3 separate regions of the Callithrix jacchus genome follow, and regions 2 and 3 are each linked to region 1. The links are chromatin contacts, called in public Hi-C maps. All regions are on one chromosome and are shown on one strand. Each heading gives the region's core, a stretch centred on a gene start, on an enhancer-like site or on the middle of the called end of the contact. The rest is flanking DNA. Distances are from core to core; before and after follow the strand shown. Region 1 overlaps RAB17 (RAB17, member RAS oncogene family). Region 2 overlaps LRRFIP1 (LRR binding FLII interacting protein 1). Region 3 overlaps LRRFIP1 (LRR binding FLII interacting protein 1).

The links. A called contact is a pair of places that touch in the nucleus more often than the background predicts.
Region 2: a Hi-C map of skeletal muscle shows a contact between it and region 1, with 10 times the contacts expected there. The contact joins two enhancer-like sites. A contact is called at or near these places in 2 of 3 Hi-C or Micro-C datasets (both in skeletal muscle).
Region 3: a contact with region 1 is called in a Hi-C map of skeletal muscle, with 4 times the contacts expected there. The contact joins two enhancer-like sites. A contact is called at or near these places in 2 of 3 Hi-C or Micro-C datasets (induced pluripotent stem cells and skeletal muscle).

Annotation. Positions count from the first base shown.
Region 1 is chr6:158,882,115-158,885,649 of calJac240_pri, forward strand. It overlaps RAB17 (RAB17, member RAS oncogene family), which reads right to left. Exons shown (of 6, transcript XM_078328900.1): 2 at 2,222-2,381. Among named protein-coding and RNA genes, the nearest start is that of TRNAC-GCA, 20 kb to the right of the region's middle. Within about 2 kb of position 1,992, at least 2 of the 16 cell types and tissues checked have an H3K27ac peak or open chromatin away from gene starts, as enhancers often do. A contact at or near this core is called in skeletal muscle, where this site is marked.
Region 2 is chr6:159,055,006-159,058,509 of calJac240_pri, forward strand. The region is part of intron 7 of LRRFIP1 (LRR binding FLII interacting protein 1); the gene reads left to right. Among named protein-coding and RNA genes, the nearest start is that of RBM44, 52 kb to the right of the region's middle. Within about 2 kb of position 1,821, at least 6 of the 16 cell types and tissues checked have an H3K27ac peak or open chromatin away from gene starts, as enhancers often do. A contact at or near this core is called in skeletal muscle, where this site is marked.
Region 3 is chr6:159,075,642-159,078,893 of calJac240_pri, forward strand. All of the region lies in intron 13 of LRRFIP1 (LRR binding FLII interacting protein 1), which reads left to right. Among named protein-coding and RNA genes, the nearest start is that of RBM44, 31 kb to the right of the region's middle. Within about 2 kb of position 1,415, at least 3 of the 16 cell types and tissues checked have an H3K27ac peak or open chromatin away from gene starts, as enhancers often do. A contact at or near this core is called in skeletal muscle, where this site is marked.

The sequences.
Region 1 (3,535 bases), core at 742-3,241:
CCCGTCTCTACTAAAAATACAAAAATCAGCCGGGCATTGTGGTGCGCACAATCCCAGCTACTTCGGAGGTGAAGGTTGCAATGAGCCAAGGTCTCGCCACTGCTCTCTAGCCTGGGCAACAGAGCGAGACTCCATCTCAAAAAACAATAATGATAAAATAATTAACATAGGCCGGGTACAGCGGTGCACACCATGTCAAAACCCCATCTCCAAAAAAAATACAAAAATTAGCCTGCTATGGTGGTACGTGCCTGTGGTCACAGCAACTCAGGAGGCCGAGGTGGGAGGATGGCTTGAGCTCGGGAGGCAGAGGTTGCAGTGAGCCAAGAACACGCCACTGCACTGCAGGCCAGGTGACAGAGCAAGACTCTGTCTCGAAAAAAATTAACATAATAGTAAATGTATAACATCTACTCGTAGTTACAGTAACATCCACCTCCAAAGGCTGTAATATCTCAGGTATGACACAGACACTCGGATGGAAGCAGAGGACACCATCGCTCCCACAGGGGACTCAGCCAACGGCGAAGAAAGGAGCTTCCCACATTTCTGCCCTCAACCCAGCACAGCTGCCAACACACAGAGGTACTCAGTACAAAACTGAGGACGCCAGGCTTGGAGGCTGATGGATCGAAGGCGGCTTGTGAGCCACAGGCTAACCTCATCTGGCTGTCCTCCTCTCGCCTCTGTGCCATGGCCACAGTCCATAGCCTCCCACCCCGTCCCATCACAGAGACTCAGAGTGGGAACAAACACACCAAGCACCAGTCCTGGGTGAAAGGAAGAGTCCAGCCTAGAGGACAGTTCTCCCCTCGGAGAGAGGAGATACACCCGGGGAGAGGGTGTTGGAGGAAGGGAGACCCTAGCTTTCATCTGAAAGCTACTGGCAGGGGGATGACCCCTGAGGGGACAGGCAGAGGACCAGGAATAGAATGAGACATACAGGCCTCTGCATCTTGAATACCAGCTACCCAGGTACAGAGCCCGCAACATCCAGGCCTGGTGAGGCCCCCATCTGTATTCTCTGTTCTCAACTGAGGCCACCATCAGGCCAGCCTCAGCCCTTTGATATATGTTTAAAGGAAGCTGAGTCCAATATCATGGGTGAGGGGTGCAGACCTCCTTGCTAATGGAAAAGAGGACTGCATGGCCCACCCCAGGCAAGTTCTGACTCTCTCTCCCCAGGGTAGCCTCTGCAGACAGCCTCTCCCCATCACTCTAGCCCTTCTCACCACTAGCTCTGGGAGTCAGGCCAGACAGACCCCTGCCGATCCCCATGTATCCCCTGGGGATCCTTCAGGAACCACCCCCCTGAGAAAATTCCCTAATAGCGAACGCCATGTGCCACATTTTACAATTGTGTTTCTGTGTTTGGTGCATCTGTTTAGCTGGTTGTAGAATCCTCCGCACCTAACACAGGCCTGGAAAAGAGTCCACGCTCAACAGACACCTGTTAGATGAGTGAATGAGTGAGTGAGTGAATTTGGAGAAAGGGCAGCTCATCCATGTCAGAGTCCGAATCTGAAACGGAGTCTCTGATTCCGCACATGTTACCCAGAACATGGCTTTCCCTATTTCAGGTGAAAACTGCGTTTCACTGCCAAGGCAGGGTGTGCCCACAGCAGGATGGGAAGGAGGCCAGCAGCCTGCAGACGCCCCTACTCCTGAGATTAATGACGGGTTAGCCTTTTCAAGAAACACAGCGAGAAGGCCTCCCTCCCTGCCCACCCCCAACAATGATCCAGGCCAGACTGGTAAACCAAGTCCAGGCAGGAAGGAAGGTGCTGTGGGGTAAATTAAGCAAGGGAGCAGTGTTAGCAGGAGGGCGGCCAGGGCGCGGGGAGAGGACAGCTGGTTTGGGTCACTGAGTGGCCAGAGCCCAGGAGGCTTCTTCTGGGCTCTCCCTTCTGCCAGCATAATCCCTCACACCCAGCCTGACCTTTCTGGGCCAGAGATCCTACCCCTGAATCTCCACTCCCTGCAGACTCCAGCTGAGCTGAAACCTGACCCAGAGCCAAGGGCACTTCCTGCCTTTGTAGATTCTGTGGCTGCCCCCATGGACATCACCCCCTCCCCTCATGCACTGGATACGGGCAGTACAAGACTCCAGGACAGTGTGGGGATTCCTAGGCGGGCCTCGTCCCCATCTGCCCCAGGTGTGGGTCAGTGGCCTGGACTTCTGCACTGAAAACCAACAAAGCATGCTCTGCCCCTCACTTACAGCCCACCGTAGGCAGGATACTCTTGAAGTCATTCTTCACGTACCGGAGAGCCAGGCTGGACTTGCCCACGGAGCCACTTCCCAGGAGAACCAGCTTGAACACACGGGGCTGGCTGGGGGCAGCGCTGGGCTGGGGACTCAGGTGTGCCTGCGCCATGCCCTGCAAAGAATCACAATCATCTGAGGCAGGTGGAACATCCGAGCCACACCATCACAGCGAGCTCTACCCCGGGCTGCCTCCCAGTCAGGAGCAGGTGGCCCCAGACAGAGCTCCCAACTCAGAGGCCACCTGGGTTCGTACCCCTGCACCCCTCTGCACCCAACGCCCCATCTCCCCATCTGCAAACTGGGGTGCACAAGACCCATTTTTAGGTCTGTGGTGAGGAACAAATAGAGCTTTGCTTGGAAAGCGCTGGGCATGGGTCATGACAGATCCTGACAAGCAATGGTTGTGTGCAGTGGTCTCAGGGCTGGCTGTCCTCATTCCATTACTTTCTATTCTTACAAATCTGTCAGTTGTCCCCGAAGTATCTAACACAGAGAGAGGTAAAAAGCATCTGAGAATTTCCTGGTTGGTTGTCCATGGATTAAAGTTGGTGTCTCGGAAAAACTCTATCTAAAAAACGTTGGTGTCTCAATGATCTGAAAACCTCATAGACACATTTAGACACATTCCTATTGTGTCTAAAGCCTCAGAACCCACAGTGGGATGCCCCAGAGAAAACCAGCTTTGTGATCAAAATAAATGTGGGCATCCCCTGCATATGTTTTCATTACGGAAACTTTGCTATACACACCACAATAGAGAGAACAGTCTGACGGGCACAGGTACCCACCTCCCCAGTAATCAGCCTGGCCAGCTGTGTCACTCACATCCCAAACCTCCCCCCAGCAGGTCGCTGTAAAGCAGATCCCAGGCATCCTATCATCTGCAAACCTCAGGGCAGATACAGGTATTTTTTTCTTCTTTGCAGTTCATGTGTTGAAGAGGTCAGGTTGTCTCGTAGGTTTCCTGTACGGACGTTGCTGATTGGACCCCTGTGTTATTGAATAGAGTCTTGCGAACTCTGTATTTTTGATACCGTGGTGGTTCAGGACACAAACCTGATTAGATACTGGCTATTTTTTGGCAAGATTGCTACAAGAGTGTGTGTGCACCTCCCTCAGAAGGCAAATAATGTCTAGTTGTCTCTCTGTAATGTTGGCAGTCATTGAAGACCATTACTTTGAACCTCTATTTCACCAGGGGGTTGCAAAATGGTGACATTCTAATAATGTTCTAATCTAATAATAGATAATGATTTATTACCTAGG
Region 2 (3,504 bases), core at 571-3,070, 170 kb after region 1:
AAAGGCAAATGACCCTCCAATCTGGCCTTCCTCAGGGTCACATGGAGCAGGAAGTGCTTTAAGGCAAGGTGTTTCAGAACCCAGGTTCAAATGTCACAGCTCTCCTTCCTGGTTTGGGACATCTAGCTGGCACATAAGCTTCCTGTGCTTCCCCTGGAAAGAGGGATCACGACACCCTTAAATAGCAAAAACAGGTCAGGCGCAGCAGCTCATGCCTCTAACCCTGGCACTTTGGGAGGCCGAGGAGGGTGGATCATGAGGAGTTTGAGACCAGCCTGACCTCAGTAGTGAAACCCTGTCTCTACTAAAAATACAAAAATTAGCCAGGTATGGTGGTGCACACCTGTAATCCCAGTTACTTAGGAGGCTGAGGCAGGAGACTTGAACCTGCGAGGTGGAGCTCGCAGTGAACCAAGATCACACCATTGTACTACTCCAGCCTGGACAACACAGTGAGACTGTCTCAAAAAAAAAAAAAAAGCAGTAATAACCAAACACAAAGGGGCATGGAAACTTGTTTCTCCGTGGCTGGGGTTAGCCAGGGACGGGTTACAGTTGTTCCAGCGAGCAGCTCATGGAAAATGCTCCCAGGACATCATCAGGAACACGTATCCAGGGCCAGTTTGAGTGAGGACAGGGGACAAGGAAAATGTGAAGTCAGGCAGGGGCAGCCCTGCAGTCTCTACAGGAAGTCCCACCCTGCGTTTGGGGGATGCAGGTGTACAGGTGAACTTGTCACACTTGTCAGAGGGGAGGGAGGGCTGGTGCCCCCTTTGGGGTGGCAGGAGGGCAGTGGCATTCAAGGGCAGTAGTAACCAGAATGAAGGAAGTGACCACTTGTCCCACTTCAAGAAAATAAACTGCTTCAGTGTCCAGAGACCACCACCAGGGTCAAGACCTAAAGTTTTTTCTACTCCCTTGGTCCTCCCAGGGTCCTTCGGAAAGCAGAGAGGATATCGGCCCCATCTCAGAGGGACACAGAATATGTTCACCTCATTCTCATCTTCTCCCATGCTGTGGATGAGCTGTGTTTTCTTCCCCTCCAGCATGGCCAGGATCTTCTCCTTGAGGACATTATGTTCATTCAGTGTTTAATGAGCGCCTAGAATGTTCCAGAAACAGGGCCCTTGTATGAGCAGACAGAGACCTGCCCCAGCCCTCATGGGACACACAGACAGGGGCAGACAGATGCTCATCGGGTGATCACACGTGGTGTGAAGCCCAGCAGCGTGGGTGTGTGGGGAGGTAAAGGTGCCTGGAGAGCTGGAATCCGGAGGGTTCATGGCCCAGACTTGGGCCACCCCAAGCAGAGCGACTGCCTGGTGAAGCTGACAGGTCCAGGTCATCCAGGCCCTGGAATCCCACTGGGAACCTGGCAAAGCCACCACATTTCTGAAACATCCAACAGGATTATCCCAAGGAGAAAGCAGGTCCGTATCTTACCTTGCGTATTCAGAGAAAACAGGAGCGATGGACTCAGATCTCTGCCCGTTTGAACTAGAAAAACAACACTGTTTTGACTCATGGCATTTGTTGCACAAAGAGGCAGGGGCAGGGACCAGGTGGAAAAACAGGTCTTGAATTATAAACACCAGAGTTCAAAGATAAGTCATTCAGGCTAAAGTAAATATTATTGGATTTAAAACCAAAAACTGTCACTCTAATGGTAGATTCTGCTATCATTGAAATCTGAAGGAAAATGACCCTTAAAATGGGAGTTTTCTGAGCAGTGTTTGCTGTTAGCTTGTGTCTGGAGAGGGACCTTGCGAGGATGTGGCTTCAGTGATCCCGTTTTCCACCCGGGTCTGGTGTTGCCTGGCTGGGCATTGGGGACAGCTTCCTTTTTGTACCTGGGCCCTTGAATAGGGTGCCTCTGGGTCCGTGAACAGGTCCTCTGTCTCTAGGAAACATGGAAAACCTAGCGCTTAAGCCTCGCCAGGCATCGTGTGTACATGAACCTAAGTAGTAAACTCCTTTAGACACAATATCAGAAGGTTGGATTAATAAACTATTTAATGTACTCCTTGAAACATTTGCTTTTGAAAGGAAAACTGACATAAACTAATTCCACAGACAAATTTTAAAAGTGACTATTTCCAGATTTTCAACGGTGTCTTTGTATATACTCAGCTGTGGCTAGAAAATACGACACAAATACTGTATAAACCTGTTCGTGTGAAGTTTCACTCTGGCCTGAAATGTTTAGTATCGCTCAAAATACGAGAGTCATGACGCTGACAGGCTGCTCTGTCTGCAGCGTTCGGTGCTCGGCCGTCCCGGGCTGGGGTGGGCGGGCAGAGCAACCTGCACCACCTGCGGCTACTGTGCCCTCTGACCCCACTCTGCACCAGGCACACCTCCTCCAGGCCTCCACACCAGGCCGTGCAGTGGCCATGACAGTGTTTAAAATCCTGGCATGGGTTCCATTTCTTCGTCATTTTAGAGAGGAAGTGTGTGCTTTATGTTGAGATGAAACACACCATCTGATTCCTTACCCGGCTCTGCGAGGGCTTAGGAAAGGGGGCTTGGTTAAGGTGGGCTCCACTGCCCGTGCCCTCTGTCCGGGCCTGGCCCCTGCGGCAGCGACACACCGCCATCTGGTGGACGCCAGTGGGGCTGCGTGGCTCTCCACCGGGCTGCGCTGCCTTCCTGTGTTTCAGGAAATCTTGCTGGCAAATCCCTTTTCATTCCGACAACACACAAAATGAAATTTATTATGTAAAATAGAGAAAGGTTGCACGTACATTTGCCATCAGCTTTCATCAAGGGCTTAATTTTTATTTTTTTTCTGCCTGGTCTCTACTTTAAAATATGCCCAGATTTTCTTTTGAGTCTGTTACGTTCTTCAGAGCACAGACTTTTTTAAAAAAAAAATGATAGAAACAGCAAACTATGGTTTTTGGGAGTTTTTTCCCCTTATTTGACATTTTACAAATTATAAAAGCAATAGACGTAAAACCATGCAGGATAAAGATGTGGTAAAGCCCTGTCCCTCCAAAATTAAGGTTTATGGGCCCAGTGTGTATTCTTTCTCAGCTGTCTTGCAAGAAATATCAAAAAGAAAAAAAGACTTGGTGGGCCCTTGTTTTACGGACACAGCTTTCTTTATAGGTAGACGAACGCATACCTGGAGCTTCGTTTATTTGTACACAATATTGAGCCATTGCTGACCAGCAGCCAGAAACGCATTTTACACCGTGGAGCCAAATGCCAGTTGCTTTCAGTGGTTCACTTGGCAGTCTGTTAAACTGGATTTTTTTTTTTTTTTTAAGATGGAGTCTCGCTCTGTAGCCCAGGCTGGAGTGCAGTGGTGTAATCTCAGCTCACTGGAACCGCCACCTCCCGGGTCCCTGTTCAGGCAATTCTCCTACCTCAGCCTCCCAAGTAGCTGGGATTACAGGCACGAGCCACCATGCCCAGCTAATTTTTCTATTTTTTAGTAGAGACGGGATTTCACCATGTTGGCCAGTCTGGTCTTGACCTCCTGACCTCATGATCCGCCTA
Region 3 (3,252 bases), core at 165-2,664, 190 kb after region 1:
AACTGAATGTCTTGTTCACATACATGTACTTCCATATTTGATTTTAAATGTGCATGACTACCTGTATGGTATTTTACTTAAAGGAGATAAACAGCCAAATAGCAAAGAGGACACTGAATGATAGACTTGCACCTGAGAGCAATAATGATTTTAAGGGTAACAAGTAAATGTCTGAAAGCACTAGGGGTTACCTGCCTTTATCTCATGTGAGTCTTTCATCTTGAACCAATGCTTTTGGATCTCGTTGTTGATGATACCTGAGTTTACCTTGTAGGACATTTTACCTTCACTTCATGCTGATGATATATCAAATTCATTTTTATGAAGATTTATTTTTAAGTTTTTTCTGGAAGTGAAATAGGTCAAAATTACATTTCCTACCCCAGTATTTGAGGAGGGACAGTCATTGTTAAAATGTTTTCAGCTGGGCGCGGTGGCTCATGCCTGTAATCCCAGCACTTTGGGAGGCCGAGGGGGGGTGGATCGCCTGAGGTCAGGAGTTCAAGACCAGCCTGAGCAAGGTGGTGAAACCATGTCTCTACTAAAAATACAAAAAATTAGCTGGATTTGGTGGCAGGTGCCTGTAATCCCAAATACTAGGGAGGCTGAGGTGGGAGAGCCAGGATTGCACCATTGCAATCTAGCCTGGACAACAAGAGCAAAACTCCATCTTAAAAAAAAACAAAAACTATATTTTCATGCCTGTAACCCCAGCACATTGGGAGGCCAAGGTCGGAGGATCACTTGAGGCCAGGAGTTCAAGGCTGCAGTGAGCTATGATTGCACCACTGCACTCCAACCTGGGACACAGAATGAGACCCTGTCTCTAAAAAAAACAGTTTTGACCCTTAAAGTTATTTCTCTTTCTGTTTGAATTTCTAATCATCATTCAAAAGAGCAGTAAAAAAGGTTTCTTGTTCTTGTGCAAACTACTAATTAGACTATAAGAGGATATGTTAAAGAGCTGAATCATTTTTGGTATTTTGGTATAAATATTTTCATTTGTTATTTCTCAGTATATTCTTATTGGAAAGTTCCTGTTTTGGTCTGCCTAAAGAAAATATCTATTTTCTATATAAAGAAGCATTTAAAAAAATAAGTGTAAAGTTATTTTTTAAATTGTAAAATATAAAATCACAAAGGAATGTACGTTATGAACGTTGTTGACACTTTTCATATTACTGTTACAAGATAGAATTGAATGCAAAAAGACCAAAACCTCAATACAATTTGAGGAAAATGTGTTATTAGGTAATTGAAATAAAAGCATTTGATAATTGTACAAGCCTGTGGTTCCACTCTCTGGTCTGCTTGAAATCTGAGTCTGCATAGCACTGCCTTTCCAGTAATACCTGTTCGGGGTTGCTGATGCCCACTGGGGCTCCGTAGAAGACCTGATGCCCTTCCTCAGTAAGGAAATTTCCCTCCTGGCATCGAGCCTGGGGCCAACACGGGTATTACTGGGAGAATTGAGACAGTTGTCCCGCATCACCTCGTGTGATCTGTGGTTCTGATGTGCAGCCTCGGTTGAAAACGGTCTTCATCTGCTGCTGTGCCTAAATGTGCCAATACTTAGAATGTTTTTAAGAGTATAATGAAAACAGCAAAAACCTTGACTGTTTCTGCAAGTGTCCTGAAGTCCAGGATGATGGGGATATAAATAGGAAAACCCGAGGCTCACTAGGAAATCAAGTCCAAGGGCTCTACAGGACCTGACAGGGTTTTGGTTTGTCTCTAACTTTAGCAAAGCTGCATTTCTGTTGGAATGCATGCTGGAAACAGCTCTCATTCCTGCCTTTAAAGGGCTCTAGGAAGGCAGTTCAACAACCAAGGTCACTCAGTGGTGAGATCATCAAGCCGTTTTAAGTTCTTTCCTATGTTACTCACCAGCACTTTGCAGGACGTTGGGCACACATCACATCCCTCAGCTCAGCCATCCAGCCATCTCAGTGATTCACCACTCATTTGTTTAATTAATAAGCATGTTTGATCACTTATGGAGGACGCTGTGCCAGTGAACAAGCAGATAGGACCCAGCCCTCCAATGGGGAATGGACAGCTGAAAATCAGTGAGCAAAAAAGAAGGGAAAAGAAAGACTTCTGAACACCCAAACACCAAACCATTTCTCAATGATTTCAGAGCCTTCGTTCTGAGCATCAGTTATTTGCTCTCCAGCGTAATGACTTTTTAGCCAAGCGCAGTAATTGGCATTACCCTGAAAGCCCTTAACATACCAAGAAGTGGTTGAGACTGGGCACAGTGGCTCACACCTATAATCCCAGCATTTTGGGAGGCTGAGGCAGGCGGATCATTTGCACCCAGGAGTTCAAGCCCAGCCTGAGCAACATGGTGAAAGCCCATCTCTACCAACCAAAAAAAAAATACAAACAATTAGCCAGGCGTGGTGGTATGTGCCTGTAGTCCCAGCTACTCAGGAGGCAGAGGTGGGAGAAACACCTGAGCCTGGGAGGTCGAAGCTGCAGTGACTCGTGATCATACCACTGCACTCCAGCCTGGGCGATGGAATGAAACCCTATCTCAGAAAAAAAGAAAGAAAGAAAAAGAAAGTTGACTTAGGTATACTGCATGTAAGAAGGCATGGAAATATATAAGGCAATTTAGAAAGATTTCAGCGTCAAAGACTCAAACTCAGAAAAGAATTGAAAGGTTGCCTGCCAGCCACATCCCCAGAGGAACCTCGGCCACTGGGGTTTCACTGTCACACAGAACAGAGAAAAACATTGGTTACTGACACATTAAATCAAAAAGCTTGAACATTTTTCAGTTCCAAACCAGAACATAGCTCCTGTATGTAAATATGTCTTCCTTCAAAAGTAGCTAAAGTATAGTTATGGGTTGTTATACAAAGGTTGGGCAACAATCAAGTTTTTAAACAGTTTTCAAGAATGTATGAACTTAGATGTATGATCTTGATCACTTTCCATAATTTTTAATATTTGCAATTAACAGGAGACCTAATGAACTGAACACTTACATTTCCACTTTCACTAGGACCCTGAATGCTAATTCTGGGGAGTTTAGACAGTGTGGGTTTCCTGTTTTCTATTTATAGACTCCTTTTCTGGGAGACACCCCCCCCCCATCCTATACAGCCAAGGGAATGCAACAGTAAGATTTGTTCCAAACATCTGGGCCCCTAAGGGAAGGGAGTGGTGTCTGTATGTGCATGTTTTATGTTCCGAATATGTACTTGTTCCATGTGATAGTCTTACATGGAGAAATCACTGTCT